Linked DNA regions of Rattus norvegicus: region 1 is linked to region 2. A link is a contact called in public Hi-C data. All regions are on one chromosome and are shown on one strand. Each heading gives the region's core, a stretch centred on a gene start, on an enhancer-like site or on the middle of the called end of the contact. The rest is flanking DNA. Distances are from core to core; before and after follow the strand shown. Region 1 has its middle 250 kb from the start of Rgs22l. Region 2 has its middle 330 kb from the start of Pvt1.

Region 1 (3,512 bases), core at 937-3,436, 390 kb after region 2:
GTTACTTCACTAATTAATAACATCTGCTTGGAACTGCAGCTATTAGCACACAATAAACGGTATGGCTTATAATTATAGATGACAGTAATTGCTTCATTTTGCCTCACCTTTATCCCAGTTTATCTCCCTGAACTATGGCTCTCCTTGTAGGGGTTAGGAAAATATATTTGAAGCTAAACAATGGGTTATTTTCCCATGGGTTGGGAAATTGATGAATTAGCATACTTTCCTTAGGCTTCAAATGAACGTGTTCCTGACACATGGACGCAAAACCGGCTCTTAGAAGCGTCAGCAGAGTACAGATCCATGCTGCCTTCCTGGAGCATGACCTGTTTCACTCCCCACCTGACCCCTTGTGCCCAACGTCACCTGGTACCTGAAATCTGGAAGCAGAAAGTCCTTGACTGGAGTCAGTGGAGAGAAAATCGTCACCTGCTTGGGCACAAACATACCTAGTGACTGCGTCACTGTTTGTCAAGTGGATCAGCTAATAGTTGTTCAGCGGACCTTCAAAGCTCCAAGGCGATGCTGCCCTTAAATTCCATCAATTCACTCCCTGGGCAGAGACCTTGGACTTTAGCTCTCAAGTGCTCTGAAAGCATTTTGAGCCTGCTGACTGGCTGTGGGGTGGACCTTGGTTAAAGTGTAGGAGAAAAAACACTAAGTTTATGCTTCATCACTCCTGGCGCCACCGTGTCCTCCTCCCTTACCCCTTTGTGCTACAGCACTTTGGTGCTTCCTGGGTTCCCTCTGCTGGGACACTGCCCAGGACTAACTACCAGAAGGACATTCTTTCTCACCTAATGACCTACCTCCTGATGCCTTCTCTAAGGACCTTGAAGCCTACGCTACCTCTTTACCCTGTCCATTGTTCCTCACGTTCCTGACACTAGCCAATGTATTTGATTGGTATTCTGAAAGAGCACAAGTCTCCGGAAGACATGACTCAGGTCTGTTTCACCCACTGCTCTTTCTTTGTTCCCTGAGAAAGTGTTTGAATAAGTGAACAGATGGGTGGAGGAATGATTAACCTCCTTTTACCAATTCATGGACTGAGGAATAGAGAGCAAGGATAAGCTAGAGTTAGTGTGATTACTAAGAATCTGGAAGAGTTTTATAGTATTTTGTATATGATGCTGTTCTCCCATTTTGCAACTAACGCAACTCTCTCACTGACCTTCCTCCTGATTTGATTGACTACATGATGCCTATATCTATGAGATTTAGGAAGGATAATTCTTTATTATCCAGGTCATTCTTGAATTTACATGTTTTACAGCTTCCTTTGTAAAAAGTGCCTGAATGTGATACTATTGTATTTTAAAACATGCTCTAACTTGAGTGATCATTATCATTTATTGTATGTTTATATATATATATATATATATATATGTGTGTGTGTGTGTGTGTGTGTGTGTGTAAACATGAAAATCCCTAGACAACCTTTTTGGTCTTGGAGCTTATTTCATATGTATTTAATAATTAAAATTGTGCTGTGTTCAATTTCATAATCTTTTTTACATAGTATACTTAAACAGTTTGCTAATTTTTTTATTAATTCAGGTATTTATTTCTATTCATTTTTCCAGACAGGGTCTCACTATGTAGTTTTGGCTGCTCTGGAACTCACTTGGTAGATCAGGTTGGCCTGGAACTCAGAGATCAATCTGTCTTAACCTCCTGAATGCTGGGATCAAAGGTGTGCACCACTACTCCCAGCTTGTAAACAGTTTTCTGATGTCATTAAAACTAACAGGCTTGGGAGTTGTGAATATTTCAACACATGCCTGTGTTATTTACTTTCCTGTTGAGATGACAAACCTACTTCCATTGTTTATTTATATGATTTTTTTTCGGTCACTATCCTTCTATTTTATAGGATTGCTAATACTATGCTAACATTTTCCTACTTTTCCAAAACAAAAATTTATTATTTATGTTTTGCTAAAAATGTCAGAGATAGTCTTGAAAATCCTGGGCTACAGCTGAAACCTTCTCTCTGCATCCGCCACCCCTGAAGAGTTTTCTCATTTACATTCCTAGTCTTTGAAGCTGAATAGAAGGTGGGAGTCTGTTTGAGGGGTGGACAGGAAACATTGACCAATTTGAGAGCAAATAGAGGTTTGGGGAGTGTGTTTACATTCTGTCCCACGTGTGGGATCCTGGCCTTTGTAGGCAGGCGGATAAAAAGGCAGACCTGGCTTTCATGGCGCCTGAGGACCTCTGTGCTTTAACAACACAGGCACAAGTTGTTCTGGGAGCTGGTCAACATGACTCAGCCGCAGAAACATAGCAGTTTGCAGGGCCAGGACCTGTTCTTCCTCCCAAGTTCCTCAGAGAAAGAAAGGCCAGCAAAGATCTCCAGTCTGAGAAAGAACTCTGTGTTCAGTGTGTCTGGACCCAGCAGGCTATTCTAGCCATAATTCTGGCTGGGGAGATGCCCTAGCCACATGCCTACCATACTTGCACAGTTCAGATGGATGCTCTCCCTCTCCCTGTAGCCTCATATAATTGCCACCATTGATTGGGCTCCTCCTGTGTGCCAGTTTCTAAGCCATGCACTTTCAAAATAACACCTCAAGGCCAGTATTGTTGACTGTTTTCCAAATAAAGACGCTGAAGTTCAGAAAGATTAAGAGAGCTGCCTGAATCATACAGAACTGGGATTTAAAACTGGCATGTGTGACTTCCTTGTGCAACACTTGGTCCTAAAGAATACAGTCTGTTTGCCCAATATCCATAATTCTTGTGACAGCAGTCCTGAACTATATTGTATTAGAATGAATACAATTTATTATCCATACTGCTGTTGATAGGTCATCCAGCAAGAACTTACTTTGGGTCAGCCTCTATAGTAATTTCTATTGTAGGAACTTAAGTAGCTGTATTCACTATGCTAACAGGAGATGAAGGAATGAAGTCAGGACCTGGACCTGGATCACTATGATTATCACAGGGACTAGGAGATCACAGAAAAAGAGTAAATACTTGTAGACCAGAAAGAGTCAAGACTCAGTGACACAATGTAAAGCACTTGAAACCTAATTGGAAGACATTATTCTTAGGGTTAGTTTGTATTTGCTGTGAAATGATCAGGTCTTGTGTTTAGTGTCTTTGCACTTCCTTCCTTCCTTGTAATGGAAGGCAGTACCAGATCATGTGGATCAAGTGGATCAGAGGATCCATGACAGGTATTAGAGCAATCAGGAAGGGTAAATGTCAGCTGAATATAAGATGTATAACAGATATTGATCAGTTTTGTCAGTGAATCCTTATTGTTTACTACGTATTCCATGCTGAACTAAGGGCTTTAGAATTTCTGTACATCAACTTACATCTGTATGTTGTAGATGAGGAGAGAGAGGATTGCACAGTTTAAAGAGCATGCTTGAGGAGATTCATGTAGCAAGGACAGGAGCAAGGGTCAGATTCTCATTGCATGACGATGGGCCCCATACAAGTTCCAGGCACCCTACTAGAAACTGTTCTCTAGGAAGATAATGGAAGTCTAT
Region 2 (3,382 bases), core at 30-2,529:
ATATATTTGCATTTCTTCTCTGCTCATCATTCTCACTTACCTAGAATTCGTCATTTCATTGGTATTATCTGGTTCTAGGAGAATATTAGGTCTAGAAGGGCATAGAGAAGGGTAGTAGCTCTACTACCTAACATATAGAAAAGTCCAAATGAACAATTGTTGATTGAAGAAGCAAGTGAATAAATACAGATGTATCTTGGGTAGTGTAAAGTTTAAAGGAATTGGACAAGCCATCATTTATTTGATCAGCATAAGAGTCGTAATTCTTTTTGACATAGTAAATAAAAAAACAAGTAGACGTATGCTTTCTCAAAGTTTCGTTCTTTCCGTACTTCACATAAACGAATCAATCTTTAAGCACTTGAAACAGAGCCAATGTTCACTGGACAAATACCAAGTAATCAGGTATTTGTGTTATCTGGAGTGTTTCCATTCCAGATGGATATCTATATCCATTTGCCATGGGCAGGAGAAATAAGGTTCTATTTTGACTGCTCTCTTTAAAAAAAGATTCTACTTTAATATCTGTCATATATTCGACTAAGAACTATGTCCTTTGTTTGATGAGTATTCAGTCCATACTTGCTGAGTGAATAAACAATTAGCTGCTAGAAACTCTTTAATTCCTTTATTGTAGCAAAAGTCATAGCTATTCTATTATTATAGGGATACTAAAGAAGCTTTACTTATGAGAAAAGTCTAAATCTAAGGTGGCTTTTTCAGTTACTCCTGCAACTGAAGTGTTCCAGGTAAGGACTCAGTAAAATTAAAAGGTTTCTGTTTGCCCAAAGCTATTTACCAGGGTTACTAAGCAAACAGGAGAAATGGAACAAAATGATAAAAACAGAACCTGTGGTTCTTTCCTGTGGGATTTTCTGAGTTCTATCAAGACAAAACCAATAACTGATGAAACTGACCTCTTAGAGAAACAGGAGGGTAACATGCAGCATTGCCAAGATCTCAAAGTCTGTATCCCATGTACTTAGTCATTCCAGTTATCTGTAGTTCTATTCAGTTTTTGTTAAACAGGATTCTTTTGGAATGCTCTGCAGTTAGAGACAAAGGCCAATGGCTTTCCCTGGAATGGAGGGTGGGCTAATGCTGGGAGTATGGAATGGTTTGACCTGACCTTTCTCAGAAATGAGGGCTCATTATGCAACCGAATCCAGTAGCAGCACAAAGGACAAGGAGCATTTGGTTAGTCTCAGGTTATCAGCAGTGGCACCTTTGTGGCCTAGCTCAGAAAAGGACACAAATATTTAAGTAGCTGCTTGGGTTCTCACAACTTGTTCACTAAACAGGCTGACAGCTCATTTGCTTTGAAGTGAATATGACTGTGCCCTATTGAATAGAGGAGGAAACTGCTGTGGAAATGACATTGAAGTTGCTTGAGGTGCTCAGCCAGGAACTGGCAGTGTATAGTTCCCAATTTTAAACTTTGGATGTCACATCCCATATGCTTTCCTTATAGCAAGTCATCTCAGAGATTACAAATATTTAATTCACTGCCATTGTCAAATTTATTAATTTGTTTGGAATCTCTTTTTAGTCTTTGAAACTCAGATAACTTTCAGGTTTGCAGGTTTTCCTGGAAGTCAAGGACCCTTTGGGTTTCAACGACTCACAAACATAGAACACTTAGTATGTATTGGGAACATACTAAGGCTAGTACTTCTCTGTCCCTTGCAGAATTATTACCTTTGGGCTCATATCATTAACCCTTCCATTTAATAGTGACAACTATTAGATTAAGTCTGAAGTTATAAGATTGCCCAGGTAGAAAGTGAATGACATTCTCAAAATCTTGAGGCTGTGAACTACTCACCTTGTGTAACCAGGCAAAATGTCCAGTAGAGAGATTGTGACACCAACCCAGTCATATAACCTCTGACCTACAATTTGTCCTACCTAAAAGATATGCCATGGAAAATGTGATCCAGAAATTGTTGGGGGGTGTGTGTGTGATCAAGCAATGACAAGTCCAGCTTGAGATGCATGCCACAAGAGGGATCCCACCCATGACATTTCTAGGAACCAGAGTCTGGCATCTGGATATCCCAGAGACCTAGGATAGAACAAAGCACACACACACACACACACACACACACACACACACACACAGAGAGAGAGAGAGAGAGAGAGAGAGAGAGAGAGAGAGAGAGAGCCAGCCAATGAAGTGATTCCTAATGATAATTTGCTTTTCTTACAGATTGTTGCCTAGCCTAGCTGTCATTAGAGAGGCTTTATCTAGCAACCGATGGAAACAGATTTAGTAACCAACACGCTTGGGAACTGCAGAAGAGTCAGGGGGCAGAAGGAGGATTGTAGGAGCCAGAGGGGTCAAGAACACAAGAAAACTCAGAATCAACTAACCTGGGCTCATAGAGGCCCACAAAGATTGAACCACTAACCAGGGAGTCTGTATGGGTCTGACTTGGTCCTCTGTAGACACAATCACAGTTGTATAGTTTGGTTGTCTTGTGGGACTCTTAACAGGAGTGAGCAGGGGTTATCTCTGACTCTTTTGTTGTCTTCGTAACTCTTTTCCTGCTACTGGGTTGCCTCATCCAGCCTTAATATGAGGGAAGGTATGTAGTTTTAATGCAATTTGATATGCTTTGTTTGGTTGATATCCATGGGAAGCTTCCCCTTTTCTAAAGAAAAACAGAATGGGGTAAGAGCAGAGGAGCAGTGAGGGAAAGGACCAGAAGAGGAGGAAGCCTCTCTCTAGAAAGGTGATGAGAAGAGAATTAGGATGTAGTGACATTGCAGTCCCTTTCTGAGAACTTGGTGTGTTAGTAGGACAAACATTTTATTCAAGAAAACTTCCTGAGGTCAAGTGACTTGGCCAACCTAATGTAACTAGTAACCGGTATTGGCCTCTCACTCCGTGCTGGAGTTACTATGCAATGTGTTAATCTGCTCTGGAGTGAGTCATGTAGACTTCAGCGACCTTTGAATACCTTGACAGAAATCCATAAGTTCTGATAATATGATGGAGAATGAGAGGAGACAGAATAGTAAGTTGGTTATCTGTTGGGTTGGGAGTATGGAAGATAAAGAGAAGACCTAGGAAAAGGGAAAAAGCAGTCAGGGAAGCTATTCTAGAAGACACCGCTCTCTCCTCATCTTAAAATCACTAATGTCATGATTTATTGTCTTGTAAGTGCTCTAGTATGAAGCAAGCTACAAAATGTAGTAGAGGTGACCTTGAACTTTGAGTGACAGCTTTGCTTGTGACCTCAAGAAGATGATTTAACTTCTTTGAGATTAACTGCCACATAGATCCCTCATTGTTTACCCAAGGCCACTTCTATTTTCACTCCTTTGTATTTTCTCCAGCCCCCAAGATGCTCACTATGCAAAAACCTTGTTGCCAAGG

The links. A called contact is a pair of places that touch in the nucleus more often than the background predicts.
Region 1: a contact with region 2 is called in a Hi-C map of liver, with 8 times the contacts expected there. The contact joins two enhancer-like sites. A contact is called at or near these places in 3 of 12 Hi-C or Micro-C datasets (kidney and liver).

The regions. Positions count from the first base shown.
Region 1 is chr7:96,257,380-96,260,891 of GRCr8, forward strand. No RefSeq gene overlaps it. Among named protein-coding and RNA genes, the nearest start is that of Rgs22l, 250 kb to the right of the region's middle. Within about 2 kb of position 2,187, at least 8 of the 93 cell types and tissues checked have an H3K27ac peak or open chromatin away from gene starts, as enhancers often do. A contact at or near this core is called in liver, where this site is marked.
Region 2 is chr7:95,871,997-95,875,378 of GRCr8, forward strand. No RefSeq gene overlaps it. Among named protein-coding and RNA genes, the nearest start is that of Pvt1, 330 kb to the left of the region's middle. Within about 2 kb of position 1,280, at least 3 of the 93 cell types and tissues checked have an H3K27ac peak or open chromatin away from gene starts, as enhancers often do. A contact at or near this core is called in liver, where this site is marked.